2 separate regions of the Mus musculus genome follow, and region 1 is linked to region 2. Evidence: chromatin contacts called from public Hi-C data. All regions are on one chromosome and are shown on one strand. Each heading gives the region's core, a stretch centred on a gene start, on an enhancer-like site or on the middle of the called end of the contact. The rest is flanking DNA. Distances are from core to core; before and after follow the strand shown. Region 1 overlaps Cpq (carboxypeptidase Q). Region 2 holds the start of Sdc2 (syndecan 2).

Region 1 (2,700 bases), core at 89-2,588, 410 kb after region 2:
TGTTATTGATAGTTCTCAAGCCTCTACCCTATTATGCCTATCTTTATTCTGTATTATTTCTTTAATTTTTAATCATCATTCTTTGATATATTACGTTATTGATAACAGAATTTTGTTAATTCTCTGCCTTGGGGTGTTCTAAATGTGAACAAGAATTTTCTGCTACAATTCATTTTTCAGTAGTAGTGATATTGCCTGAGATTGGCACATATCAGACACTGGTGAAAAGATGGAGACAATCAAGGACAGCAGCAGACTGAAACAAGTGAACTTAGGCATAGAGTTTACACTGCTTTAGAGTGACTGTCCCATCATGTCCTGATAAGACAGAAGCCTGCCTGAAGTGAGATGAAGAATCTGTAGGCAAATTTCAAGGCTGAGAAATTGTTTAGAAGTCTCGCATTATCAGAGACAAAAATATCCATGAAGAGGTTAAAGTCAGGAAGCAGATTTTCTTAAAAGCTAGTTGATATTTCTATTGCTAGTAGACAAACTCTATTACTATTGCCCTTTTGGCTACACACACTGATAACCTTCCACCATGAAATGGAAGAGAAGTTTTGCTTCATTTTGTATTACAATTAAGTAACCCTTATGCTCTTCAGGATGTCTGGCCTTTTGTCCATATTCTTGGAGAATTCTAGAATTTTCCTCCCCCCCACCTCTGCCCGACACCCAGTACCATCCTAGTGTGATTCCAGTGAATCTCCAGTGCCTTCCCAACTGCTCTTCTTGATGGTGAATATTACATCTTGGATTTCATGCTCTGCCACTTGTGATGACTGCTCATAATAAAGTCAAGATATGACCAGCAATTTTAAAAAGGTTGGAATCTTCCCAGGATGTACAATGTATCTTCAACAAAGGGACAGCTGTGATGAGAACGAGGGGGCCTTAATACCTCTTTTTCCATGGATATAAAACTTTGTTATGGTAAACTAACCCTGTGATATCATATAAACTGCTGGCATTCTCGATTGTTTTAATGGCCACTCCTTATTGCCTAATGCTAAGCATTACCATCTGTTCCATTCTTAATTATAAATGCAGCAGTAATTCACAATTACATCAGCAACAGTGGGAATAAAATGGATCTCGAGGCCTGTGCTTGCCACAAGGCAGCCCTCCTTTGATTCTTTACTTCCACTGGAGGCACTTGTTAAAGAGGAGAATTTCTTGTCCTTTTCTCAGTATACTACTATCTAAGGATCATGAACATTTCTCTTAGTGAGATGGAGAATTGTGACTATTTTCTGTCTTCAGAGCTAGGGAGTGTGGGCAGTTCTTTCTCACACTACTGGGAGCAAATGATGTGATCATCCTGCTGTTATTGGCCAGTGTTTTTGTGAAAAGAGAGATTGTTGTAATAGCCAAATGCAATGAGTCACATCAATCCCCCAGAGAAGGGATGGGAGTGGACATCTTAGGAGCTTTGGTCATTATCCTGCCTTGTCAATGGAAAATAAAGGAACATTTGTGGAGAGGGATCATGTAGAAATGGAAGACATAGTCACTTTAGATTACTTAGGCTTTTTTAAAGTGGAAAAGTTCATTAAGTTATAGGATTTATCAAATTACCACTCTTTCAAACTGTCTCTTTCAAAACACAATCACTCTCTTTCCCTTTTACAGTGCTTGATCAAGTTGCTCATGGCACTGGAAGTCAGCAGAACAGGGTAGCATATAGGACATGACTGAAAGATAAAGCAACAACAGTATCTATCATTTAATAACTGTGGTTGAGACATTTGTAGTTTTTACTGCATCATGTGTGTGGGATTGTGTACATGTGTGTTTTTATGTGTCTGTCTATATGTATGTATGTATGTATGTATGTATGTATGTATGTCTCTTTGTTCATGTGTTTGTGCACATACATGCCACAATGCACACTTGGAGGTCAGACACAGCTTACTGAACTCATTTTTCTTCTATGACCATGTGGACCCTACCAACAAAAATCAGGTCATCAGACTTGGTTGAATGACCTGCTGAACCATCTTGCTAAGTCACAAACTGTTTTAGGATAAGGTAACCAAAGCATTTTTGTTTGTTTGTTTGGTTGGTTGTTTGTTTGGTTGGTTTTTTGTTTGATTTTTTTTTAACTTATTTCAATATTTCTTTAATTTGTGTGAATTTAGTCTCTGTTTTTGTTGTTGTTGTTTTAAACTTATTTCAATATTTCTTTAATTTGCATACATTTAGTCCCCTGGGTAAGTAAAATAACAGAGCATGAGGCTGCAGGTTGGCAATGAGAAGAGTTAAAGAAACAAAACAGAATAAAACATATCAGACAATATCTACGGCTCTTCTGTCCACATGAGAATGAGTAGCTCATGAATGAAGAGACCTCCCTGTTTTGGTGCCAAAGTTCAGTTCCAAGCCAGTAAGGCTTAGGCTGGTGCATGTTCTTAGTGAAGATCCAAGAACTCAAAATTTGGCAAAAAGAGAGAAGCCTGAGTCTCTTTCTACCATTACCCTTCTCCATATGGGAAGCTTCTTCTGCATTCAGCTGGCCTCTAGGCTTCTATTCATTTCCAGTGTGCTTTGGTTATTCCTCATGATAGCAACATCACAGTGGCTTCCCTCACGTCTTGCCTCTCCTGTGTAAGGTCCTCTCCCCTGCTGTCAGGCTGTCACTGAGCTGCCTTCAACTATGATATAGTAAACAAGCTCCTGAAAACCAGTCCTTTTCAACAG
Region 2 (2,700 bases), core at 45-2,544:
GTGTGTTTGTGCATGTGTGCGTGTGTGTGTGTGTGTGTGTATGGGTATGTGTTTGTGTGAGAAAATCACAGAGCTTTTTATGGTGTGGCTTGAGGTCTGGAGTAGTATTTACCTACAAAATAGTTATTATGTATTTTTAATTCATCCTACATGATAACAAAATAGTGGCTAATACTGAAATGTCCCTGTCCCTTTATAAATGGACATTACAGAAGAAAATGGGTCCATAATTCATTCAGTTTCTAAATCCAAGAGAACATCGGTGAGCATTAGAAGAGTATGTGCCTGCCTGGTTCTGTAGCACCATACAGCACCGAACTACATGACGCATGCTTTTGCTTTATGTAGGAAATACATACTCATTTTCTTAAAGCCAGAAACTACTTAACCATTCATTCTCTGAAATTCATCTGCTAATATCTAGACTCTCTAATTTTTCATCCTTATCTGTTGCAATTTTACATTTTCCAAAAGTAAAAATATGGAAATCGAACTTAGCTGATGCCTGGGGCAGTGTGTGTGTGTTTGTGTGTGTGTGAGTCAGGAGGCAGGGTACAAACTGTGAGCAGCAGAAATGGTTTGTAAGCCTTTAATGAGTTGTGCTTTGGAGTTGTTGTGTTTTGGGTTTTGTTTTTCTACCTTTTTGAGGGTTGTGGGTTGTGGGTTATAGTTGGGATGGGGGTGGAGGTGGGTCATGGGGGAAAGTTCCAAGGAGAATCTTAACACTAACTTGTTACAATTATTTTTGTCGTTTTTGAATTGCAATCTTCATTATCTGGAGACCTATGGGCACTGTGAATACTTGAAGGGGATGTATAAACTTTCTCATTTTTCTCGACTCTCATCTTTCTATTGACCCAATTTTCACAAGTAAGAAAAGGCTCAATATGCCCATTAAACCTTCATCGAATTTTCTTTAGAAAATTACAGCGAAGAAAAGGAGAAGGAAAGGGAAAGGGAGACAGAAGGGTGGTGGGGAGAGGAGAGGGTGTTGAGAAGGGGAAAGAAGGAGAGAGAAAATGAAAGAGCACTAAGGTTTGCAGAGGCAGGTTCTCAGGACAGCCACAGAGTGGAGCTGCTGGCTCCCACTGGCTCTGGGAGCTGCCAATCCCAGTGTAATCCCGTAAGAATTTCTCCCTGGTTTTATCATGGAGTCCTGGCAACCTCCTTTCCCCCAGTAGCTGGGAGGAACCTTGAGGGCCAGGCTAAGAAGGGAGGGAAGGTAGGGGCGGTTGAAGCGGAGGCTGAGCAGGACCAAGACCAGGACCAGGGAGAGGACACGGAGGGGTGTGGGGTGAGATCGAGGGGGAGGACCCAGGAGGAGGCGGCGCGTAGAAGGAGGGGCGCTGCAGCCAAGCCACCAGTCTAGCTGTAGAGTGCTGTACTCCAGATACTCCTGGAGCTCCAGCCCCTCAGACCGCGCGTCCCCGCCGCCGTTCGCCTTTCGGCATCCTAAACTTGAGCGGCAGCTCGGTTTCAACCCATCGACTGCTTGCTTCAAATCAGACAGCATTGCGACCCAGACACCGGAGTCCGCCGAGTGAAAGCACAACGCTGCCCTGTAGGACCAGACCAAGAAAACAGCCTCGCGAAGCAGCAACTCTGGGTTGGGAGTACAGAAGCCAACAAGTGAGAAGGCGCCGCGTTTCCGGGGCGCAGGGAGAACGCTAGAGCAGGCGCCAGAGAAGACAGCTAGAGCTCGGAATCGGAGCCCAAACCTCTCTCCTGGAGGCGGCTCAGCTTCTTTTTTTTCTAGGCCCTCTTAGGCTTGCTCTGGGCTTCCTTTTATCCGGGTAGGAGCCACATCCCTGGGGAATATGCAGCGCGCGTGGATCCTGCTCACCTTGGGCTTGATGGCCTGTGTGTCCGCAGAGACGGTGAGTGGGCCCAGCCGGGGAAGTGCACTGTTAAGAGTGCCCGGGCAAATAGAAGAGCCAGAGGGTAATTGGGGGATGCTACCTGGGGGATCTGCCAACCCTGAACGTGGGGCTGCCTAGGTTCTACTGAAACAAATGAGCTTGCTTTTCAACCACTTGCCCCTGGGCTCTTCCTTTTCCCTCTTGCACAATTGAGCTGCTACAGGGAGTTACCCAAGCCATGTCTTCAGGGGGTGGGAGCACAAGACTTGGAGGTTAGGGACCCCACAGGTCCTTAAAGTCATTTCCAGCTTTCTGCCTTGGGGGATTTTATGGTGTAGTCTAGGAAGGACAGAGGGCTAAAAGTTGCAGGTTACTAGAGCACCACTGCGGGCCAGGAAAGGATCCAGTAAGCTCTGTGTACTGGACAAACCCCAGGGGTGAGTTGGAAACTTTGGGGAGGATCTGTTCCTCTGCACACATCCCCCTACTCCAGGCTTTGAGCTTGACTGAAGGCAAGTTTAGGGAGATAGGGTCCATATTAAGGAAACCGAGAGTATCAGGAGTGAAAGTTTCTAAAAGTGCATTTGTTTAATGCTCCCTGTGGCTGTGGCAAGGGGCCCACACTAAGTGGAGATGCAGTCGGTGGTCTATTTGGAGGCTCCTGGCTTCATGGAGCTTTTGGGAACAGGCCTGGGCTCTCTGGTTTCTGGGATCTTCCAGGAACGGTCCTTGTGGAGCAAAGCTGTTGGAGAGAGATGGAATTTTTCAAAATGGAAAGATGAGGGTGCTTGTGACATTGCTTTGGCCCTCAGATCCTCTGGCTGCTGGAGGGAATGTAGAT

What was found. Hi-C and Micro-C count contacts between places; a contact is called where the count stands out from the background.
Region 1: a contact with region 2 is called in a Hi-C map of ventricular fibroblasts, with 4 times the contacts expected there. The contact joins the enhancer-like site here to the promoter of Sdc2 in region 2. A contact is called at or near these places in 2 of 39 promoter capture datasets (the 3T3-L1 cell line and liver), 1 of 15 datasets of contacts at CTCF or cohesin (the NIH/3T3 cell line) and 3 of 484 Hi-C or Micro-C datasets (the AML12 cell line, the C2C12 cell line and ventricular fibroblasts).

The regions. Positions count from the first base shown.
Region 1 is chr15:33,329,168-33,331,867 of GRCm38.p6, forward strand. All of the region lies in intron 4 of Cpq (carboxypeptidase Q), which reads left to right. Among named protein-coding and RNA genes, the nearest start is that of Cpq, 250 kb to the left of the region's middle. Within about 2 kb of position 1,339, at least 20 of the 459 cell types and tissues checked have an H3K27ac peak or open chromatin away from gene starts, as enhancers often do. A contact at or near this core is called in the C2C12 cell line, where this site is marked.
Region 2 is chr15:32,919,429-32,922,128 of GRCm38.p6, forward strand. It overlaps Sdc2 (syndecan 2), which reads left to right and starts at 1,295. Exons shown (of 5, transcript NM_008304.2): 1 at 1,295-1,877. The coding sequence starts at 1,818.